Linked DNA regions of Zea mays: region 2 is linked to region 1. A link is a contact called in public Hi-C data. All regions are on one chromosome and are shown on one strand. The core of a region is the stretch at or near the end of the contact, and the rest is flanking DNA. Distances in the headings are between cores, read along the strand shown. Region 1 holds the start of LOC100283184. Region 2 holds the start of LOC100283511 (spliceosomal protein).

Region 1 (4,626 bases), core at 969-3,468:
TGGATAGGGCAACATATGTTTGTTTCTTCGAGTTCCAGGACACTAAGGACCTTTCTAGAAACTGACAAGTCCCCGATGTGCTATTCCTATCAACCTTGCACCAGACATAGTCATAATCTGAATATCCAATTAAGTAGACCCCTTTGGATACCAGATCTCGAGGCAAGGCGTATGAACTAAATATCGAAGAATCCGCTTCACAGCCACAAGGTGACATTCCTTGGGGTTGGATTGAAATCTAGCACACATGCATACGCTAAGCATTATATTCGGTCTATTAGCACAAAGATAAAGCAAAAAACCTATCATAGACCGGTATACCTTTTGATCAACGGACTTACCGCCGTTGTCGAGGTCCAAGTGTCCGTCGGTTCCCATGGGTGTCTTCGCGGGCTTTGCTTTGTAGGTGCAAGCACAACATAGAGCTTGCAGGTATGCCTGCGACCATAAACATGGATACAATAACGTTCCATGTCATCATGTCCAGTGCAATTGGTAACCATTGCAGCTACATGTACTGCATAGTATTTGTGGGTGTGTCTATAGCCTCAGGCATGACTATAGTGACAATTTTATTGCAATGTTGCCCCCTTACAATGAATACGAAGGACAAGAGGCTTATCTCAACCACCCGACGTTGTGTGATCAACTTAGTTGGGGTGCACACGTTTTCGCGGTCATGCCACCTAGGATCATCCTGTACCGATGGCGTGTTGGGGAATGGGGAGTGTCGAGAGCTCCTACGTAAAGGCCTTGGCTTGTAGGGTTGGTCGACACATGGCTTGCCCCCAAGACGTAGGGCCCCAAGATGTTAAATTGGCACTAAGCTAGATTCATTGTGGATCTATCTTTTGTCGATGGATTCTTAAAAGACATTTTGTTAGCATTTCAATGCATGACCTCCACCAAATGCTGACAATACTAGCTATTTATTTAAAATAAACAAAATCTAAACGGTTTCAAATAGATAGTTACAAATACATAATATTTTTAGAAGAAAATTGGCAATAGGTTTATTCTTTGTTTAAAATAAACTATTAATGACTTTTTAAAGGTTGAACCGTTTTTTAAATAGAAAACCAGTTTTAAAACGAAGACTAAGGGCCTGTTTGTTTACCCCCGGATTATATAATCTGGATTAAATAATCCTAAGAGGCAAACAAACAGTCCAGCTTATTTGTCCAGATTATATAATCTAACCCTTTGGATTATGATAATCCATAAGCAAGTGAGGAGGTGCTTATTTCAGATTATTTTTTCCCACTTCCCCACTACCCTTTCAAGTTTCCTAGAAATTACCCACCATTGCCATTATAATCCACCGAATCGTTTTTGCGCCTAGTACTAGTCAATTTGGGGATGAAGAAGGTGACATGAATGCCTTCCGTGATAATATTGCTAATGCAATATTTGCCAATGTCAATTGAATTATTTTATATATATATATATATATATATATATATATATATGAGTTTCAACCTAGTACAAATATAGAGGGCATTCTTGTCTTCCTCATACAAAAGAATCCTATTAACAACTCAAATAATCTGGGTAAACAAACAGGACTACTCAGATTATATAATCCAAATTATATAATCCTCCAAAAATAATCCAGATTATATAATCCATGGAGGTAAACAAACAGGCCCTAAATTTATCTAGCTATAATAGTTAATTTAAAACTTAAAGGACGTATGTTACCCTATTTATTTGTAGTTTAAGGTTAAAAAATCAAACTATCATATAAGGTGGATGTTGGTTGATTGGTTGAATAATGTACTTTACTTTTGAATAAATATTTTTTTATTCCTACGTAAAAATGGTATTACATCGATAGATTTTGTGAATACTTTGTCTATACCTTTGCGATTATTTTTATTGCAACTGCATGTGGACATGCTGACTTGCTGCCTTGCTGGAATGGCATGGCACATGACATGAGTCTCTAGTCACCTGACACCAAGACATAACAAGTAGATACCGACACGGTGACCACGAGACGACAGCAACAAAATCCACTGTAGACACGCTTTTCTTAATCCCGAAAGCTGTAAACCACCATTGACCACCACTTAATCAAGCAGCACACGCAGCCCTGGGGCTGCGGCGGTGCTGACGGCTGGCTGCCTGAGCTGGGGCTGACCAGTGACTGCACTGGCCGGTGATTTTGCACGAACCACCCTGTTTTACGCTAAAATCTCGATACGATCCTGCACCTTCTCACTCTCTGATCAGCTGATTAAAATCCTCGTCCCCTTTTGCCGTCCCTCTGTTCACGGCCCTCGCCAAATCCCCAAAATCCAAGCGCGTCGCCGACGGCATTGCGTCGCCATTGCCTCCAAATCCGTGTGCGACTCGCGTGATCCCAGATCCCGCTCGCCGTATCCCCCGCAGTGACCTCTGACCAGAGCATTTTCCGCGCGGAAAATGCCGCCGTTTCGGCCGGCTCTTGGAAGGGCGCTTCTTCTGTAGGACCGCGGCGCGAGGCTGCGATGGCGTTCGCCGCCAGCGAGGGAAATCTTTCCCCGGCGCTGCCCCTGGCCACTCTGATCGGCCGCGAGCTCCGCGGCGACGGTACCGAGCGCCCGCACGTGCGCTACGGCCACTCTGGCTTCGCCAAGCGCGGCGAGGACTACTTCCTCGTCAAGCCCGACTGCCTCCGCGTCCCCGGAGACCCTTCCTCCTCTTTCTCCGTCTTCGCTGTAGGCCCACTTTTCCCCCTAAGATATTCTTTTGGTGTCTCGTTTGGGTTCGGTGATGTGATGGTCTGTTTGTTTGGTTTGACGGATCTGCGGTTCGCAGGTATTCGACGGCCACAATGGCGTGTCGGCGGCGGTGTTCAGCAAGGAGAAATTGCTGGAGCACGTGATGAGCGCGGTGCCCGAGGGCATCAGTCGCGAGGACTGGCTACAGGCGCTGCCGCGCGCGCTCGTCGCAGGATTCGTCAAGACAGACATTGACTTCCAGCGCAAGGGTAGATGGCACCAACTCACCGAGTGATCTTTGGCTTCCTTTCAACTGCAATGCCGTTGAGTATCTGGGCTAACCTCGCTGAAAAGATGCTAATTCTGGGAACTGGTGCAGGTGAGACGTCAGGAACGACGGCGACACTTGTTGTGGTTGATGGGTTCACGGTCACTGTGGCGTCGGTGGGAGATTCTAGGTGCATTCTGGATACACAGGGAGGCGAGGTCTCATTGCTGACTGTGGATCACCGGCTAGAGGAGAATGCAGAGGAGCGTGAGCGCGTCACAGCGAGTGGAGGAGAGGTCAGCCGGCTTAATCTCTGTGGTGGACAGGAGGTAGTGCTCACTGCTCAGTCATTTTGATGAAGAAGGATTCTAGGATACAATATGAGCTCTATGCTTTGGAAACATTTCTGCATGGGATTTTTTAATTAATTTCTCCCTTTTTTAGGTGGGTCCTCTCCGATGCTGGCCAGGTGGATTGTGCCTTTCAAGGTCAATTGGGGATACTGATGTCGGCGAGTTCATTGTACCGATTCCACATGTCAAGCAAGTGAAGGTGAAATCATGAGTTTTGGTTAAAAGGAAAGAATTTAGCTCTTAACATATCCTTTGTTAACATGTGGTTTTCTTTTGGTAATTGTAGCTCCCAAATACTGGTGGAAGACTAATAATTGCATCAGATGGAATATGGGACGCTCTGTCCTCAGAGAGTGCTGCTCAGGCGTGCCGGGGATTACGTGCAGAACTGGCTGCAAAACTTGTTGTTAAGGTGATTATAAATGTGGCTGGGCTATTACATCATCCTGTACTTTATTATCTCAATCGTCTAATTAGTAACCATCTTGCTTGTCCAGCAAGCTCTGAAGACAAGTGGGCTGAAAGATGACACCACATGTGTGGTTGTCGACATCATCCCATCTGATCATTGTTCAACACCACCAGCATTGTCTCCAAAGAAAAATCAGAACAAGTTGAAGCATCTTATTTTTGGTAAAAGGTCTCATAGTTCTGTTGGAAAGCTCAGCAAATCTGCTTCATTGGGTTCAGTGGAAGAAATATTCGAGGAGGGATCTGCAATGTTGGAAGAAAGGCATGTTCTTATTTTCTCTTGCAGTTCATGTATTTCTCCACTCCCTTTGTAGTTGTATGCACATTCTTGGTCATGAAGCTTTTTTAGCGTGTGCAAATTCTTTGTTCACTGATTCATTCTTGATACTCTGTTTAGGAGCTTGGGGCATATAGTAACAATGCAGAAATGCTTCACAAATTATGCTGCATGTTTTGGTCTCATTCATTTCCCATGTGTTTGGTGTTGCAGAAATAAAAAGATCCATTAGCAGAGGATAGTTCACATTTAGGAAGCAGTGCAGTAGAAACTACTAACCTAGTTTGTCCATTCTCTTTGGTTAGGTACAGTTGGATGTTCCAGTCCTGGTGTCCTGGGAATTCCATTCTATGTTCTCATTTCCTACACTGGCACAACCTGTTCTTTCATGGCATTGCCATTTTCCCTTTGTACTATTTCGATGCCTTGGTAGGAATCCACTTCCAAACATTATTGGAGACATGTTGCATCACTTGAATATATAGGCTCAGGTTGCCTTTCATGTTTAGGATTTAAAATGTAGAGGAGGAAAAAAGAGTGAGTCACATTCTG
Region 2 (4,626 bases), core at 1,093-3,592, 360 kb after region 1:
GTGGAGCGCCATCATTGCCCATCCGGCGGAGCTGGCCGGATGGGACGCCGGTCTTGTTCTCCGTGACCCGAGTCGATTCGGGGTAGGATGATGATGGCGCTTCCTGTTGACGTGGTGGGTCTGTGCCCTAGGCAGGGTGACGTGGGGGCTCCTCCGAAGCCGAGTCTGTCTTCTGTTGCCGAGGCCGAGCCCGAGCCATGGGGTCGGGCGAGGCGGAAGTCGTTCGGCCGAGGCCAGGGCGGAGTCCGAGCCCTGGGGTCGGGCGAGGCGGAGTTTCGTCGTCTTCAGGGTGTTAGCCCGAGTCCGAGCCCTGGGGTCGGGCGGAGCGGAGTTCGCCGTCTTCCGGGTCTTAGCCCGAGTCCGAGCCCTGGGGTCGGGCGGAGCGGAGTTCGCCGTCTTCCGGGTCTTAGCCCGAGTCCGAGCCCTGGGGTCGGGCGGAGCGGAGTTCGCCGTGGCGCCTTTGGCAAGGCCTGACTGCCTGTTAGACTCACTCTGTCGAGCGGCAGCGCAGTCGGAGTGGCGCAGGCGGCGCTGTCCTTCTGTCAGACTGGCCAGTGGAGCGGTGGAGTGACGGCGGTCACTTCGGCTCTGCCGGGGGCGCGTGTCAGGATAAAGGTGTCAGGCCACCTTTGCGTTAAATGCTCCTGCAATTTGGTCAGTCGGTGTGGCGATTTAGTCAAGGTTGCTTCTGAGCGAAGTCAAGGCCTTGGGCGAGCCGGTGATGTGTCCGCCGTAAAAAGGGGGGCCTCGGGCGAGACGGAAGTCTCTCGAGGTCGGCTGCCCTTGGCCGAGGCTAGGCTCGGGTGAAGCGTGATCGAGTCACTCATGTGGACTGATTCCTGACTTAATCGTACCCATCAGGCCTTTGCAGCTTTATGCTGATGGGGGTTACCAGCTGAGAATTAGGCGTCTTGAGGGTACCCCTAATTATGGTCCCCGACAGCATCAAAGCCACGGGATCCTGAATTGCTAAGGGCTTGTTCGGTTAGCTCTCAATCCATGTGGATTGAGTGGGATTGGGTGGGTTTAAATCCCAAGCAAGTCAAAGTTCTTCAAAAAAAATTCCAATCCCATTCAATCCATGTATAATGGGAATAACCGAACAAGGGCTAAAATGGAACGATGCTATATTTATTCTATGCAATATCCAGACGACATTTTCGCATCTGGGCGAACATGAAATTCGTGATGGCAGGGTACCATCTGAATAAGAAACCACATACTACACTACTATATTATTCATGGCGTCTGAATAAGAAACCATGTATACTACTTACTTAATATCAAAATTGAGTGTAACTTGTAGTCTGGTGGATTAGGGTTAAAATGGACAGATTTGAAAACGAAAACTTAAGTTTGAATTATGATCATATATCACGTCAATCACTCAATCAGTACATTCTAATAAGGTCACGTATGCCTTGTCATGCTGTAACTTGCTGGCGACTGCACGTGCACGGCATGCCTAACTGCTGATGCGCAGCGCCTAGGACGAAGCTAGAATCATAAATAGTATTTATAGCTGCATCAGTTTAAACAACTAGTTTAAAGTCGCAGTGAACATAATCATGAGCAGCAAGTATCAACACACTGTACCCTGCTCCTGTCGGGCGGTGCGAAGTGCGAGCATCCGGCATAAGGTTCGTAGAATAATAATGAACTCGCTCAGTCGCTCTTGGTCTTGGATTTGAACATGCACATCCATATCCATTCTTTGATTTGGTTCGATACGAGGCATAAAATTCTTTCTAGGCGCACGTTCATTCTTCGCTTTGGTTGTTGGTTCGAGTCAAAAATAAACCTTCCTTTTTTTTTACCAGCACCAGGAGCCTGCAAAGTTTGAACGAACGAGCAAGCATGCATGCGGATGAATCCAATTCCGGGCATCCTTCCAGATGCATGAGGTTGAGGAGATGCTGCTGTCCGGCGAGGCGAGTTATATCGACTGGTCTGTTGCAACGGTGACCGAGTTATATCGACGGAGTGATGCATGGATCGACGAAGCGAACAGCCAGCTTCCAGGAACGCTGCATGGCCTCTTACTAGGCTGCTTTGGCAACTGGTCTCTTGCAATTGTTTGAGCAACACCTAAGTCTGAATGTCTGATCATGGTCATATTGCTGATGTCAAATAGACAGATGCTTCAGTTCCGTAACCCATCCTTCTCCGCAGCAATCTGGTTGGTCCAGAAACCGTTTCCGAAGCCAGGACGCTATTCGGCCCAGAACTATTCCGCCCACAACCCACAAACAGGCCAGCCGTAGTGTCCCAGCCCCAAATACACAGCCTAGGCCCACCTATTCGGACACACCAGAAAAGAGAGAGAGAGAGGAAAAGAACCCAACACGCTCTCTCGCGCGGCAAGAGCTTCCCGGCCCGAAACCGAAAGCACCACCACCACCACCACCAATCTCTGCGTTTTTCGTCTGCGGCGGCGGCGGCAGCAGCGGAGGAGGTAGACGAGATGCTGTCCGCCGACATCCCCCCAAACCAGACCATCTACCTCAACAACCTCAACGAGAAGGTCAAGAAAGAAGGTACCGCTCTCATCCGCCTGCACACGCCTAAAAATTCCTCCTAAAACCCTAGGTTCTCGATCTGGGAATTTGCTCGGCGTCGCGTCGCTCTAGGATTCGGTTAGCTCCGTCGTGTGTGCAGTTCAGAATCGATAGGTTCGGAACAGATAGATAAATGATTCAGTGTTCTGAGATTTTGGCTGCAGGCACAGTTCGAGATTGATAGGTTTTGATTATGCTTTAATAACTATATGTCTCTCTCTCACTGGGCCATGTCTGCTTTCGACATTAGGGTCTAGGGAGAACTCTTGCTATCTGTATGCCAGAAATCCAGTGGCATATTTAAGCGCGTTTTGATCCACTGGCTCGGTAGAAATTCGTTAAATCCTTGCCTTCTTCCACAGAACAAGAACATAGCGCGTTTGCCGTGATGGCGTACCGACGACCCAGCTCAAAAGGTCTGGGGTGTAGTGTCGGTTGTACTGGGGAGTCATATGTGTGGCCGAGTAATATCCCTGCCCAGTGACCAAAGCCTCCTAAATGTGTTCATGAATACGATGTCTTGATTTTGTTTAATCAGCATCAACCATCGTTTTGTTCATTGCCGAAACGTGTGATTCTCTTCCGCGCAGAGTTGAAGAGATCGCTTTATGCCCTGTGCTCGCAGTATGGAAGGATACTGGATGTGGTGGCTCTGAAAACACAGAAACTGAGAGGGCAGGCATGGGTGGTGTTTAGCGAGATTACAGCTGCTACCAATGCTTTCCGTGGATTGCAAGACTTTGATTTCTACGGCAAAAAAATGGTAATGCATCCTTATATTATTTCCGTGTATTGCAAGACTTTGATTTGTACCTGGTCATTTGGTTTGGATGTTTGAGTATAGCAATATCCTACTTTGAGTACCGAGCCAGACATTATTGTATGGTAGGCCTGCAAAAGTTTATGTTCTGCAATTTGCTCCGCAATTTGTTGCTCAGTTGAGCATCCATATGTTGTCGAGACTCGAGACATCCAGTGACACATAATAACTGGCCAGTGCTGAAACAGAGAAGGATTACCTTTCTCAATTCTTCTAATGAATTCCATAGATTGATGGTATAGGCGCACATTCTTCATATTTTATAGGATATTTTCACTCGTTTCTTCTTATATCTAAATGAAGGGCGGGCCTGGTGCAGCGGTAGAGCCTACCGTCTGTAACCGGAAGGTCCCGGGTTTGAGCCCCGGCCTCTGCATATTATGCGGGTAAGGTTTGGCGCTGAAAGATACCCTTCCTCGGACCCCGCACATCTTATATCTAAATGCTAAACAACCAAAAGACATCCTTGTCTAGTGCTCTTGGTGCAGCGTCTTGTTTCTTTACCTTTAAATAAGGTCAAACACATATTTTTCTTACCCTCTGATCACATTATTTTATGAATTCAGGAATGGAGGCTTAATAATATGTGCTGTCATGTATGAGGTTCAGAACTAACTTTTTGTTTTTTCTTCCATGTACAGCGAGTACAATATGCAAAAACAAAATCAGACTGTATTGCAAAAGAAGATGGTACTTATGCACCTAAGGAGAAAAGGAAGAAGCAAGAGGAGAAAGGTAATTCTAATTACATGGTTCAGCAACTGTATGCCAGATTCTGGTTTGTAACAAGGTCTGGCGTTCTGATGCTAAATAGCCTTCAGTACCATATGCAATTTTAGGGACCTAAATTCTTAATTCAAGGATGACTTCTGTTGTTTCGTATGTGGGAATCTGTTATTATTCCATGGACATGTGGTTGGACAGCTAGCTAGTAGTTGGGCAAAAGCAAGCAGTCCTGTGTTACATTCTATTTCTGCCATAGTTCATATATTGAACTTATTTATCTCTTTGCCCATGGCTCTATTTGAGTTATGGGTTCAGGACTTGATTTTGTTATCCTCTATTTTTTACGTTTGGAATGTTGAGAAATTTGCACTTGCTAGTTTTTCAACTTACCACTTGTTTCTATTTTAGCTGCTGAGAAAAAACGACGAGCAGAAGAGGCACAGCAAGCTGGCCCCAATGCTGCTGCTGCTCAAAGCAATGGAACTGTAAGTTTGCTTCTGCTTTAGAACCCTATTTCCTTTT

What was found. A called contact is a pair of places that touch in the nucleus more often than the background predicts.
Region 2: a contact with region 1 is called in a Hi-C map of endosperm, with 2.4 times the contacts expected there. The contact joins the promoter of LOC100283511 here to the promoter of LOC100283184 in region 1. A contact is called at or near these places in 2 of 25 Hi-C or Micro-C datasets (endosperm and tassel).

The regions. Positions count from the first base shown.
Region 1 is chr9:142,634,834-142,639,459 of Zm-B73-REFERENCE-NAM-5.0, forward strand. It overlaps LOC100283184, which reads left to right and starts at 2,219. Exons shown (of 7, transcript NM_001156086.2): 1 at 2,219-2,702; 2 at 2,803-2,974; 3 at 3,085-3,302; 4 at 3,418-3,525; 5 at 3,613-3,738; 6 at 3,824-4,059. The coding sequence starts at 2,493.
Region 2 is chr9:142,996,325-143,000,950 of Zm-B73-REFERENCE-NAM-5.0, forward strand. LOC100283511 (spliceosomal protein) reads left to right here and starts at 2,343. Exons shown (of 5, transcript NM_001156411.2): 1 at 2,343-2,537; 2 at 3,149-3,321; 3 at 4,020-4,113; 4 at 4,513-4,589. The coding sequence starts at 2,465. It also overlaps the pseudogene LOC103639251.